Linked DNA regions of Mus musculus: region 1 is linked to region 2. The links are chromatin contacts, called in public HiChIP or PLAC-seq maps. All regions are on one chromosome and are shown on one strand. Each heading gives the region's core, a stretch centred on a gene start, on an enhancer-like site or on the middle of the called end of the contact. The rest is flanking DNA. Distances are from core to core; before and after follow the strand shown. Region 1 overlaps Plekha1 (pleckstrin homology domain containing, family A (phosphoinositide binding specific) member 1). Region 2 overlaps Btbd16 (BTB (POZ) domain containing 16).

Region 1 (5,782 bases), core at 1,420-3,919, 100 kb before region 2:
TTCAATAATTTCATTTATATTTGAAACTTTTCTTCTTATAAAATTACCAAAAATTATATTAAAGAAAAACACAAAAAGATAATACATTTGAAGTCATGAACTAAAATAAGTAAAACAGGATTTCCTTTCTTCCAAATGTAACTTTGATCCATGCCACCAATTCCTAACAGCACTCGCAGGTCTGATCCTACGCCCACCACCACCTGACAGCCTTCAATATGCTGCTAAATTATATTCATTAACACCAAAGAGCTTTATTTACATTTATTTCACCTCTAAATGTTATTAACTTCTTGTAAGAGAATCTATGATCCCCAAGGAGTGTCTTACCTGCACATAGAAAGTCCGAGATGTCGTCACGATTTCAAACAGGTTGTCCCTCATCATTATGTCACTGTCATGAAAAACGATCACCAGTTGTTGTAGGTGAGTCAGTTTGACAGTTTCAGCTGTTTACTCAGTGACAATCAATGTTAGAAAGAAAACGCTAATTTAACAAAACCACCCAGCCTTTTCCAGCTTTGCATTACTATTCACATGCTTTACACAGCTCATTTACAGAAGATGCATAAAGCAACGTTAGAGTCCAAGGGTTTACAGTTCATTCAACTCATCATGGCACGGCTGATGCAACTTCTTGCAACAACCTGCTCTGCAGCACCTTTGAAAACTAAAAATACATCAACTTGTTAAATCTCAGAAATTGTTTATAATAATTTTTCCTTTCTACTACTGAACTACTTCTGAAATGTCAGTGGGTTGAACGCAGCAGGCTGTAAGCTCATCACTGAGGGAGGGCGGCCTGCTTCTTCGGACAGCGCTGTGCCAGCGTCAGGCGGTCCTTCCTTACCTCTGTTTGCACTCCTGGACTTTGTGCACTTCTTTAAGTGGTATCACCCGCAGAGGTTCCTTCTCCTAGCAAAAAAGCACACGCAGGACATTTCCTGTCAAAAGCGAGCCATCTTACATGGAGCTACTCTCAGACCAACACCTTCTGAGACTTGCAGCAGCAGGACAGCTCTAGTTTCATGCCACCACACCCACTGTTGTCTGAAGCTCGGTTTCTGGTTTCAGTGACAGTCACTAAGCAGCAGACTTGTTCATGGTGGACCACTAGGACCAGTAAGTATTCTACTGAGACACTTGGAGCCTATCTATGCAGTACTTGATTTTAAGATTTTAAAACAAAAATCTCCCACTGGTCTTACAAGTATCGAAGATTCTTACCTGAAATCATTATTGGCATAGCTGCCTGCCAAATGGTGATTTTTCTAACATCATTCACCTACACAGAATTTGAAGAAATACTATTTCTTCTCTCCACTTATTTTCTCTGAGGACAGTGGGTATGGGAGCTTTTCACTCAGACGCAGCCTCCTCATGACTGGTGAGTACTATCCGTGCACTCACACCTGTATCCCCCGAAGCTTGAGTGACACTGAGCGTCGTCACGGACTTCTGAAGACCTTTAGTGATTTGTAGTGCTTAGGAGTGCTGCGGCTCTAACCCAAGGCCTCACTCACACACACACACACTAGCCATGCACGCTGCCACTCCACTCCACACTCAGCGTAATCTTTCCGAATGAGCCGCTTGTAATTCCTGTTTGTTTTTCTACCAGAAAGTTCTCCCCACCTTTCTGTCTTTCTTGAACACTGAACCAATCATGAATTTACAAAAGAGCCTAAGAACAGCCGCTTGGAGCTGAGCTGCTGCAATCCGCATGCTACCCTGAAGTGCTCACGTTACTGCCACCAGTCAGCAGGTGGGTCACACAGCCCTACAGGGACAGTGTTCTCGCTGTCTCTTTCTGTTTAGTGTAGAAGAGTTCCTCACTCCTCTAGAAAGAGGAACAGACTCCTGCAGATGACAGCCATTACTGTATTTTGTAGGCTGCCCCCTCCCTTGGACGTGGCTCCTGTGACCTGGGGACTGAACGCAGACTATCCTGTTAGCAGGGGCAGCACAGGACTGACGCACTGTGCGTTTCCTGCTCTCCCGCAAGGTTCCGACATTCTCGCCACCACTGAATTCATCGAACCTGACTGCCCGGTGGGCGTGGTGCTGCCAGCCTTCTTCCTGTACAGCTGCTCTCCTCCCACTGTGCTGAGTGGTTATTTCAGATCGCTGTCCCACTCCTGTTTAGCATCTTGTTATTCCTTCACTGTAGCTACAAGAGCTCAGTCACCACCCATCTACTCATATCTATCTGAGCACACAGAGATATATATTTGCACTGTAATACGTTATAAACATTGTGTGTTTTGATACTCTCGCTGCCCATGATCTGGTAAGGGGACTATTTGTAAGGTGACTACTGGGTGACTAGCATTTTCTCAGCATGTTCTTGCTTTCTGATGTAAGACATTCCAGCCAACCGTGCATTTATTTCTCTTGCCCGGCCACAGAATCTGCCATTTCTCCATGAAGTCTGGGTTCTTTTGGGAAGAAATGATCATTTTCTTAAGACACGGAGCTACAGTATATTTTATATTTAAATGCACTCACACAAGAACATATATTTATGTCTATGTCTGTTAAGTTATAGCAAGAAGCTGTGCTTTTATCCCAAGAACCTTGGTTTCTATTATCCTTGATATATTGCCTCATTTTATTGACAAGTATGCATGTGACCATTCTAGTCTGTTACTTCCCACTTTCTGCCCTTGGTTCTTCAGGCAGGGAAAGACAGCTTCCTCACTGCACATGGGCTCTGACAGTCTACAGCAGACTATATAGGTTGCTTCTGGCCTTTATAGCTTTCTAAAATAACTGACCCCTAAGATGCTCCCAATACAGAACACTGCCTATGAGGAACTGTAAATTTAAATTACTAAATGAAATTGGTTTTAATTTTGAAATGAAATAAACTCACTTCCTTACCACACTGGTCACATTACCAGCACCCAAAAGCCACACACAGCCTACACAGAACAACACAGGCATGGAACATATGTACCAGGGCAGGAAGCTAATCTGGACAAAGTTGTTCTGATGCCCTCATTCAGAGTATGCAGCATATGAAAGCCCCACAGTTTTATAGAAGAGGGGGATTGACATCTTAATGGTGCATAACTCAAACAAGGAAGGAGGGAGACTCAGTCTTTGACTCTGCCTTTAGAAAAAGCTATCTCAAGAGAAACAACTTAAGAGGTGATCTGAAACAGGAAAAGAGCAAGTTAACATGCAGCAGGGGAGAGGAGGTTGACAGACATGCAGAGGGCTGAATGTTGCTTTTGGAGGATTTCCTACACCTCCTCTTCTAATGTCCCTCTGACAGAGAGTTACATGTGGGGCTGTCGAGAATTTTAGATCTATCAAGATGGAACACTTCCTTGAAGGTAGTTTTACTTAAAACATATTTAAGAAATACATAACTAACCGAATGCATTACAACCAAATAGACTGAAATACGGGTGCACTTAAAACCAGAACTGGGCCATTAGAAAACCAGAATGGCACACAAACATACAATCACACAAGCACTGCAGTGTGACCTGCCAAGCACCTGGAGGCATATGTATGAAGCGACTGCATACCAGTTCAGATTTGAAGTAGCCTATTGTGTTTTCATCCAATTGAAAATATCTTCTCTTCCAGTTTTTCATCTACCAGAGAAGAACAGACAGAGGCTTCAAAGAATGTCAAATGTTCATCACCCTTTAATCATTCCAATATGAACCCACAATCCAAAATGCCAAGTACTCGGAAACAACACCCCATTCCGAAGGGAGATGGTTAATGACCCCTTTCCCTGCTAACCAAGCCTTGAAGGACGGTCTTGGCCTTGGGCAGCTCATTCTCAGAGTTTATGAGTAACTCTGATATTTCACGATTTTGATCTGGAACAGTGGAAAAGAAAGAGGTGTTCACCTCTTCCCTTCTTGTCAGCCCAGCCCACAAGGTAAAAATCAGCATGGGAAATGTCATTAACCCGTCAGGTCTCTCTATCTACAACATGCATGAGTCCTTTCTCAAATATTTCATATTTAACAGGTCAACAATAAATACAAAATAGAGCAAACCCATGTAGAAAATGTTTAATACCCTTTTATACAAATATTCTTATCAGTGTTTAAATACCCTAAATCATCTGTAAGTAGTGTTGGGGAGATGGCTCAGTGGTTAAGAATGGTCTCCCAGGGGGCTGGTGAGATGGCTCAGTGGGTAAGAGCACCCGACTGCCCTTCCGAAGGTCCGGAGTTCAAATCCCAGCAACCACATGGTGGCTTACAACCATCCATAACAAAATCTGACTCCCTCTTCTGGAGTGTCTGAAGACAGCAACAGTGTACTTACATATAAAAAATAAATTAAAAAAAAAAAAAAAGAATGGTCTCCCAGAAGACCCAGGCTCAACTCCTAGCACTCTAACGGCAACACAACCATTTCTACTGGGAAACTGCTCCAGGGTCTCTTACACCTCCTTTTGGCCTCCACTAGAACTCCATATACATGGCACACAGATATACATTGAAGATAATACATATAAAATAAAAATACATATAAAAATAAAATAGGTTTGAAAATTAAGCAAAAAAATCTGTAAAAATTTTTCTTTAGATTTAGGAATAAAGTTTACCTCCTTAAAAGCCCACAGCTAAGCCATACAGCCTGAGGGAGATTCTGCCTCAACCTATAGACGGTCTGTCTTGGGAAACCTCTGGTCTCCTCTTTCTTTCCCCGGGACTTTCTGGTGGCAAAGATGACTCAGCAGGTAAAGGCACTTGCCTAAATGTGAACCTTGGAATCCAGGTGAAGGTGGAAGTGGAGAACTGACAGAGCTGTCTTCTGACCTCAGAGCACATACATGCTCAAGTTCCCTCCCTTACCCATATGCACACATGTACTCAATTCAACAACAACCACCTTCATAAACCTAAACTTAGTAACGTTCACTTAGACTAAGTGCTGGTGGATATAGGCATAACTTGCCCAACTGCCCAGAGACCAAGGAAGTAACTGGGTGATAATCATGGGGCAAACCCTCTACACCCTTCCCAGCAACAGCCTGCTCTCCACTCTGGGTCTTTCAGAGAATAAAGCACACAACTTGAGCTCTGAGTTGCAAGCTTGCTGGGACACGCATCTTCCCTACTTCCCAGCTACAGGTAAGCTACTCACCACCGCTCCTTGCTTCACACAATACCCAGCTTTGATAACTGCACTGTCTGAAGGTGGCTTAGGAGCAAAGTAAGGAAGATGGCTCTGTGACCGTTTCAAATTGTTTCTATCCAGACTCTCACCACATTCGTTTACTTCTTCTTTCTAAAATGAAGCAAAAAAAAAAAAAGTTTTTTCTTGCTCTAAGTTTAAATACTTACATTAATGTTACCTCAGAAAAAATGTAAGCCTGTGACACTTAATCTCAACTTCCTTGTTCCTGATCAACCACAAGCACCCATTTCTAGTTCTGCAAAACTCCTGTCTCTTGTGCTTCTTCTTGGGGCGAGGCTGGCTGGCTTTCTTCTTTCTTTCTTTCCTTTCTTCCTCCCTCCCTCCCATATGCACACATACAAAGTATTCAATTAACAACAACAACAAAACCTTCATAAACCTAAACTTAGCAAAGCTCACTTAGACTAAGTGCTGCTGGTGAAACGTCTTTGTCTACTTTAAAAGGACTTTTGGTTTGTTAAGTTTTGGGTTTGAGAGTTCTTTCTGTAGATAACAATCCTTTGCTGGATAAGTAGCTTATAAACTTTTCTTCTATTTATCTTTTCTATTCATCCTCTGAACAGGGTCTTTTACAAAACAAGCATTTGAAATACTGATGATATGC
Region 2 (5,958 bases), core at 2,624-5,123:
ACTCTGACATAGTCACGGGTTCTAGAGATTACGTGGGCATCTTTGGAACCACCACTGTGTTGACCACACACAGATGAAGTGCTTAGGAGAGTGCTCGGCTCATGACAATATGCTCATCAATGGCAGGTCTTACTCAAAGTGTCAGGGACGGCTCCTGGCTCCAGAGCCCAAGCTGTGGCCACTATGTCACCTGATATGGTGACACATGCCTTTAATGCCAGCACTGGGGAGACAGAGGCAGACAGATCTCTGTGACTTTGAGGCCAGCGTGCTCTACATAGTGAATTCCAGGGCAGACAGAGCAACATAGTGAGAACCTAGCTAAAAAAAAAAAAAAGAAAGAAAGAAAAGAATTTCACTATGACCAAAGCCACCTCAACCCTCTCTCTTCTCCAATAGCTTCTGCTGACGCAAAGGAACTGTTGCAATACTTCTTAAACCCACTGATCCTTCTGACCCTAGGCACAGCACCTGGTTAAAGTGTCATTCCCCACCCCAGGGGTCGTTGTAGGTGAAAACCAAGCTAAATCCTGTCTCCAGAGAGCAATGCAAGCATAACCCTCCCACCTCCCCCACTATTTCTGGACACAGTGTAATTCCTGCATTTCTTTTATTTGTTTCCAGGTTACCTACAGATGCCCTGTCTTGAGTCTGGCCAGACAGAACCAAGCTGGTCACTGTCTGGTCCACAAAGAGGCTGATGCCATGTCCCGATAGACCAATGGCTCTCAACCTTCCTAATGCTCTGACTCTTTAGCACAGCTCCTCATGTTGAGTTGACCCCAACTATGATTTTTTTTTTCTACTTCGTGACTGTAACTTTGCTGCTGTCATGTTTCCTGGTATTTGCTTGCAGCCACCTCAACAACGCGACCTAACTTATACTTGTTCTTTAGGAGAAAATCATTGTCTCCCATTAGACACTGTCCTCTTAGTTTATTTTCAAGGAAAATGCTGTGCATAAAACAATAAGCCTCCTTTCTGAACGCTCACCATGGAGAAAGCCACACCCACATGACCAGGCCATGAACAAGGCCATCCATTGCTGCGCTGTTTGTCATATCAAAAAACTAAATAAAATAGAAGGCCTTTAGAAGAGGGATGAAAAGAGATGGTTGTGGAACCCTGCCCAGTGCTTAGAACTAGAAAATCTGATTAAATACATCAGCATGGGCCTGGGACGGAGCGTGAGGGCTGAGCTCAGTGAGTAGGCTGTGCCGTCTTCCTACTGCCACAGGATGCTGATTTGCAAGACAAAATATGCATTATTTGTGGATGTGCAAGTATGCAGAGAGTTCTCACCCACATGGTGAGGCTGTCTCCGAGCTCCTACCAGCCAGTCCCAGGAATGGAATAGCACTGCGGAAGAGAGGCGAATGGCTTTGCTGCTAATGCTTTAGGTTTTGTTGTTCTTTTTTTTTTGTTTATTTGTTTATTCATATTTTATTTTGTCCTATTTTTTGAGAGCCTTCTCACTATGTAGTTCTGGCTGTCCTGGAGCTTATGTAGACAAGGCCAGCTTCAAAGGCACAGAGATCCGCCTGCCTCTGCTTCCTCAGTGCTGGGGTTAAAGGTGTGGGTGTCACCCGCTCCTGGCTTACTGTTTTCCAATGTTCACTGTCTCTTTGTCTCTGCCTCTTTCTCTCTGTTTCTCCCTCTCTATCTGTCTCTCTCCTTTTTCACGACAGGGTTTCTCTGTGTGACTCTGTCTGTCCTAGAATTCACTCTGTAGATCAGGCTGGCCTCAAACTCAGAGATCCACCTGCCTCTGCCTCACCAAGTACTGGAATAAAAGGTGTGCGCCACCACCACCTGGCAGGTTTTTTTTTTTTTTAAAGATTTATTTATTTATTATATGTAAGTACACTGTAGCTGTCTTCAGACACTCCAGAAGAGGGCGTCAGATCTTGTTACAGATGATTGTGAGCCACCATGTGGTTGCTGGGATTTGAACTTCAGACCTTCGGAAGAGCAGTCGGGTGCTCTTACCCACTGAGCCATCTCACCAGCCCAGGTTTTTTTTTTTTCCCCTTAATTTATGGCAAAGTGTTACTATTTGTTCATTTAGAGCAGTAAATGTATTGTATTCTGTATGCAACTTTTACAGTAAAATCATCCACAGAGGGCTGGAGAGATGGCTCAGCAGTTAAGAACACTGATTGCTTTTCCAGAGGTTCTGAGTTCAATTCCCAGCAACCACATGGTGGCTCATAACCATCTATAATGGGATCCGATGCCCTCTTCTGGTGTGTCTGAATACAGCAACAGTATTCTCATATACATAAAATAAATTTTAAAAAAAAGTTTAAAAAAAAATCACAAACCTAAGCTTAAAAAAAAAATCATCCAGAGAAATGGCTTGACAGATAAATGTCAGCAAAGCTGGTGGCCTGACTTTAATCCTGGGGACTCATGGTGGAAGAAGAGAACTGTTCCCCACAGGTTGGCCTATTTCATGCACGCGTGCATGCGAGCATGCACACACACACACAACTATAATACAGACTTTTAATGTGTTTAGTGCAAACCAATAAGATCAACATCCTTATTGATCTTGACCATCAGTAAGGAAACAAGTCTCATCGGTAACTAGACTCTGGTGTTGGCCATGGCTCAGAGGGCATTCTAACCTGGGTTCAGATCCAGCTCGTCTACTGTACGGGAGAGGGGAAGCACCACTTTGACCAATCATTTCCTGTGTCTCACAGGTGACAAGTGCAGGCAGCAGTACCAGCACACTGAGTTGCTGTGGGGATAAGCCCTCTGGATAACACACTCAGTGTTGTGTTTGACAAGTGATCAATAATTGGTAGGCATTGTTTTGTGTTTGACAGAGAAGGATCGGTTTCAGAAATTCCATGTGAGACAGCTCAGTATCACTGTCAGAGTGTGGGACAGGCGTGACAAGAATAACTGGCATGTCTTCTTTCTTCTTTAGTCTAAGTAGTGTTACATATGTACATGTATGTGGTGTGTGTGTGTATGTGTATGAGTGTGTATGTATGTGTGTGTATGAGTGTGAGTGTGTATGTATGTGTATATGTATGTATGTGTGTGAGTATGTATGTGTGTGTGAGTGTGTATGTATGTGTGCATGTGTATGTATGTATATGTGTATATGAGTGTGTATGTATGTGTGCATGTGTGTGTATGTGTGTATATGTGAGTGTGTTATGTGTGTATGTGTATATGTGTGTGAGTGTGTGTGCATTCCATGCTATATATAAGTACACGTGCATACATGTTCTGACCTGTATGTGGAACTCAGAGAAGAGCTTTGGGGACACAGCTTTCACTTTGCACTTTGCTGAGGCAACATCTCCCTTGTTTCTGCTGCACCAGGCTACCAGGCCTTATACGCCAGGCTAGTCAGTCCTCGAGCATTCTGGTCTCCATCGTCCATCTCATAGTAGAAATTCCTGAGTTACAGATCTTGGGTTCTGGGATGGATCGCTAGTCATCAGACTTGCACAGCAAGCGCTCTCTACCTGCTAAGCAATCTCACCAATGTTTTGTTTAGGGAATTTCTGAGATTCTGAGATTCTCTGAGTCACAGGCAGGAAGCAGGGGCTCTTGGGGACAGAGGGAGTGGGGCCCCTGTTGTAAGGCACACTTTTGTGTAGATGGGAACTGGATAGTTGTTGGGGCTTGGCTTCCCAGAATGCAGAACTTGGAGTGAGGTTTTCGTAAATTGGAGTTATGAGAACAAGGTCACCTAGTGGTGACCTCTACAAGGAAAATGAACTGAGAACCACATTCTAGGCAAACAAATTAAGCCCAGAGGCCCAGGAGGTCAGGAAAATATACCGTGTATATTTGCATATGGTTTTACTCTAGATTGTTTACAAAATGGAAAGTGAAACCCAAAGAAGATAACGAGGTGAAACTCTACTGACTTTCAGAGAGAGAATGCTGGGCAGCCCAGAGGCAGAGGGCTCTGCTGAGAAAAGACTATTGATCCTTGTGCCTTTCTCACAGGTTGGAGGTCAAGCGACAGTGGGTGGCTGGCAGGTCAACTGAGTGGAGCCCAGAAATGTTCCATCTCTGGTCCCAAGTTTGGCCACTTCCATGTTTGCTGCTCAGGGCTCACACAATCTCCCAGCCTGGTTCACTCTCTCTGGGAGGCCTTGCTTACTTGGTGAACTGGGGAAGGTGCCATGTTGGAGGCAAGATGTGGGTCCAGGAGCCAGCAGGGGCCCTGCCCAGATCCTCATCAGCTCTCTGATGTACTGTAGTGTCGGGTTTGGGGCAATGCGAGGGTGACCATGCAAGTCAGCACCTAGCAAAAATGCTAGGTTACTGAAGGAAGTGTTCCCTCTTGGTTAGATGTGAAAACGAGGTACCAACCTTTCTCAACAAATGCCCTGACAGGAGCTTCTCTAGCCTGGTTACATTTATACATTCCCTCTTTCTCTCTCTCTCTCTCTCTCTCTCTCTCTCTCTCTCTCTCTCTCTCCCTCCATGTACATACCTACGTGTTCATGTATACACACATGGTAGAAGCCAGAAGTTGACATTCAGTATCTTCCTCGATTACTCAATTACCTCATTTTCTGAGAGGATCTCTCACTGGCCTGGTGCTCACTGACTGAACTAAACTGAATGAGCCGTGAGCTCCTGGGATCCATCTGCCTCCACCTTCCCAGCATGGGACAGCAGATAGGAGCTGCCTTGAAGTCAGTGGGTACTGAAGAGCGAGACCAACCTAAGAGGCTGCGGGGAGTCTGGACTGCCTGCCTGAGTCTGCGTCTACCTCAGGGTGTGTGGGCTGAGGATGAAGGCCCTTAGCCAGTAGCCCCTGGCCTATCTGCACAGGTGCCTCCTGCAGAGGGCCAGAAGGATAGGACCCAGTTTCCACCTGTGTCTGCCAGGCTGGCGAGTCTAGACATTTGACACGTAATGCTCTGGAACTGCCTGCTGAGGCATGCTGTCGGGCCGGTGCCATCACCAATGTTCTGCCTGTGGTCAGATGTTTTTTTCCCTCTTTTTCAGGGAAACGTTGCCAGTGCTGGACGGCTCAGACTTTCCGAGGGAGGGATGGATGGCGTTGTGTAATGTCTAAGGACCCCGTGTTTACATGTTCTCCAGTCCCTGACCTTTGCTCTGTTGAAGGGTGGAGTGGAGGGTGGTGGGTACAAGGGTGAGGAAAACATAGGGAACCAGAGTGTCTGGGGCTCACAGTGCGCTGCTGCTCTGGAACTGGCTTTGAGGGTCCTCTTAGATAACGGGGTTCTTCAATACCAGGACTCTGCCTTGCCTCCCCTCTGCCTCTGTTAATGTGAGGGCATTGGGTATTGCTTGGTAAAGTTAAATTGTGGGGTAGGTTAAGATTCAGCATGGAGCAACTCTCTCAAGACCAATTGTGTGTGTGTGTGTGTGTGTGTGTGTGTATGTGTGTGTATGTGTGTGTTGATAGGGGTAGGAGCTAGGCTCTTGTTCAGGCTAGGTGTATATATATACACACACACAGACATACATGACCCCCTCCCCATACAGACACAAACCCAGACATACATATACCCAAACATACACCCAGACGTACACATCCAAACACACACAAACATACATACATATCTAGACACACACAGAGACACACACACAGGCATACATACACACATAGACATACAAATACACAGACATGCATATACATAGACATACATACTCGCAGACACACACAGACATACACACACAGACACACGCACAGGTACACACACACTTAGACATACAAACACACAGACAGACGCACAGACATACACACACAGAGATATACGCGCATACAGAGACATACAAACACAGACACACATGCCCAGACACACACACACACATACATACACATATACACAGAGACATACAGACACACACAGATACATACATACACACACACATGTACACACACACAAACACCCTTGTGAATTGGAGTAAGCTATGTTCAAGTGCTCCTTCATCTCAAATGCTATC

The links. HiChIP or PLAC-seq counts read pairs in DNA pulled down with a chosen protein or histone mark.
Region 1: a contact with region 2 is called in a CTCF HiChIP or PLAC-seq map of CD8 T cells, with 5 read pairs. The contact joins two enhancer-like sites. A contact is called at or near these places in 1 of 15 datasets of contacts at CTCF or cohesin (CD8 T cells), 15 of 484 Hi-C or Micro-C datasets (B cells, the C2C12 cell line, the CH12 cell line and 10 more), 9 of 115 datasets of contacts at active chromatin or transcription factors (CD8 T cells, cardiomyocytes, embryonic stem cells and 4 more) and 3 of 9 other capture datasets (adipose tissue, liver and pancreatic islet).

What each region holds. Positions count from the first base shown.
Region 1 is chr7:130,900,003-130,905,784 of GRCm38.p6, reverse strand. Plekha1 (pleckstrin homology domain containing, family A (phosphoinositide binding specific) member 1) reads right to left here. Exons shown (of 13, transcript NM_001346515.1): 7 at 5,125-5,268; 8 at 3,540-3,608; 9 at 851-915; 10 at 331-394. Among named protein-coding and RNA genes, the nearest start is that of Mir7061, 5.4 kb to the left of the region's middle. Within about 2 kb of position 2,669, at least 84 of the 459 cell types and tissues checked have an H3K27ac peak or open chromatin away from gene starts, as enhancers often do. A contact at or near this core is called in B cells, CD8 T cells and regulatory T cells, where this site is marked.
Region 2 is chr7:130,798,751-130,804,708 of GRCm38.p6, reverse strand. All of the region lies in intron 9 of Btbd16 (BTB (POZ) domain containing 16), which reads right to left. Among named protein-coding and RNA genes, the nearest start is that of Btbd16, 28 kb to the right of the region's middle. Within about 2 kb of position 3,873, at least 35 of the 459 cell types and tissues checked have an H3K27ac peak or open chromatin away from gene starts, as enhancers often do. A contact at or near this core is called in B cells, CD8 T cells and regulatory T cells, where this site is marked.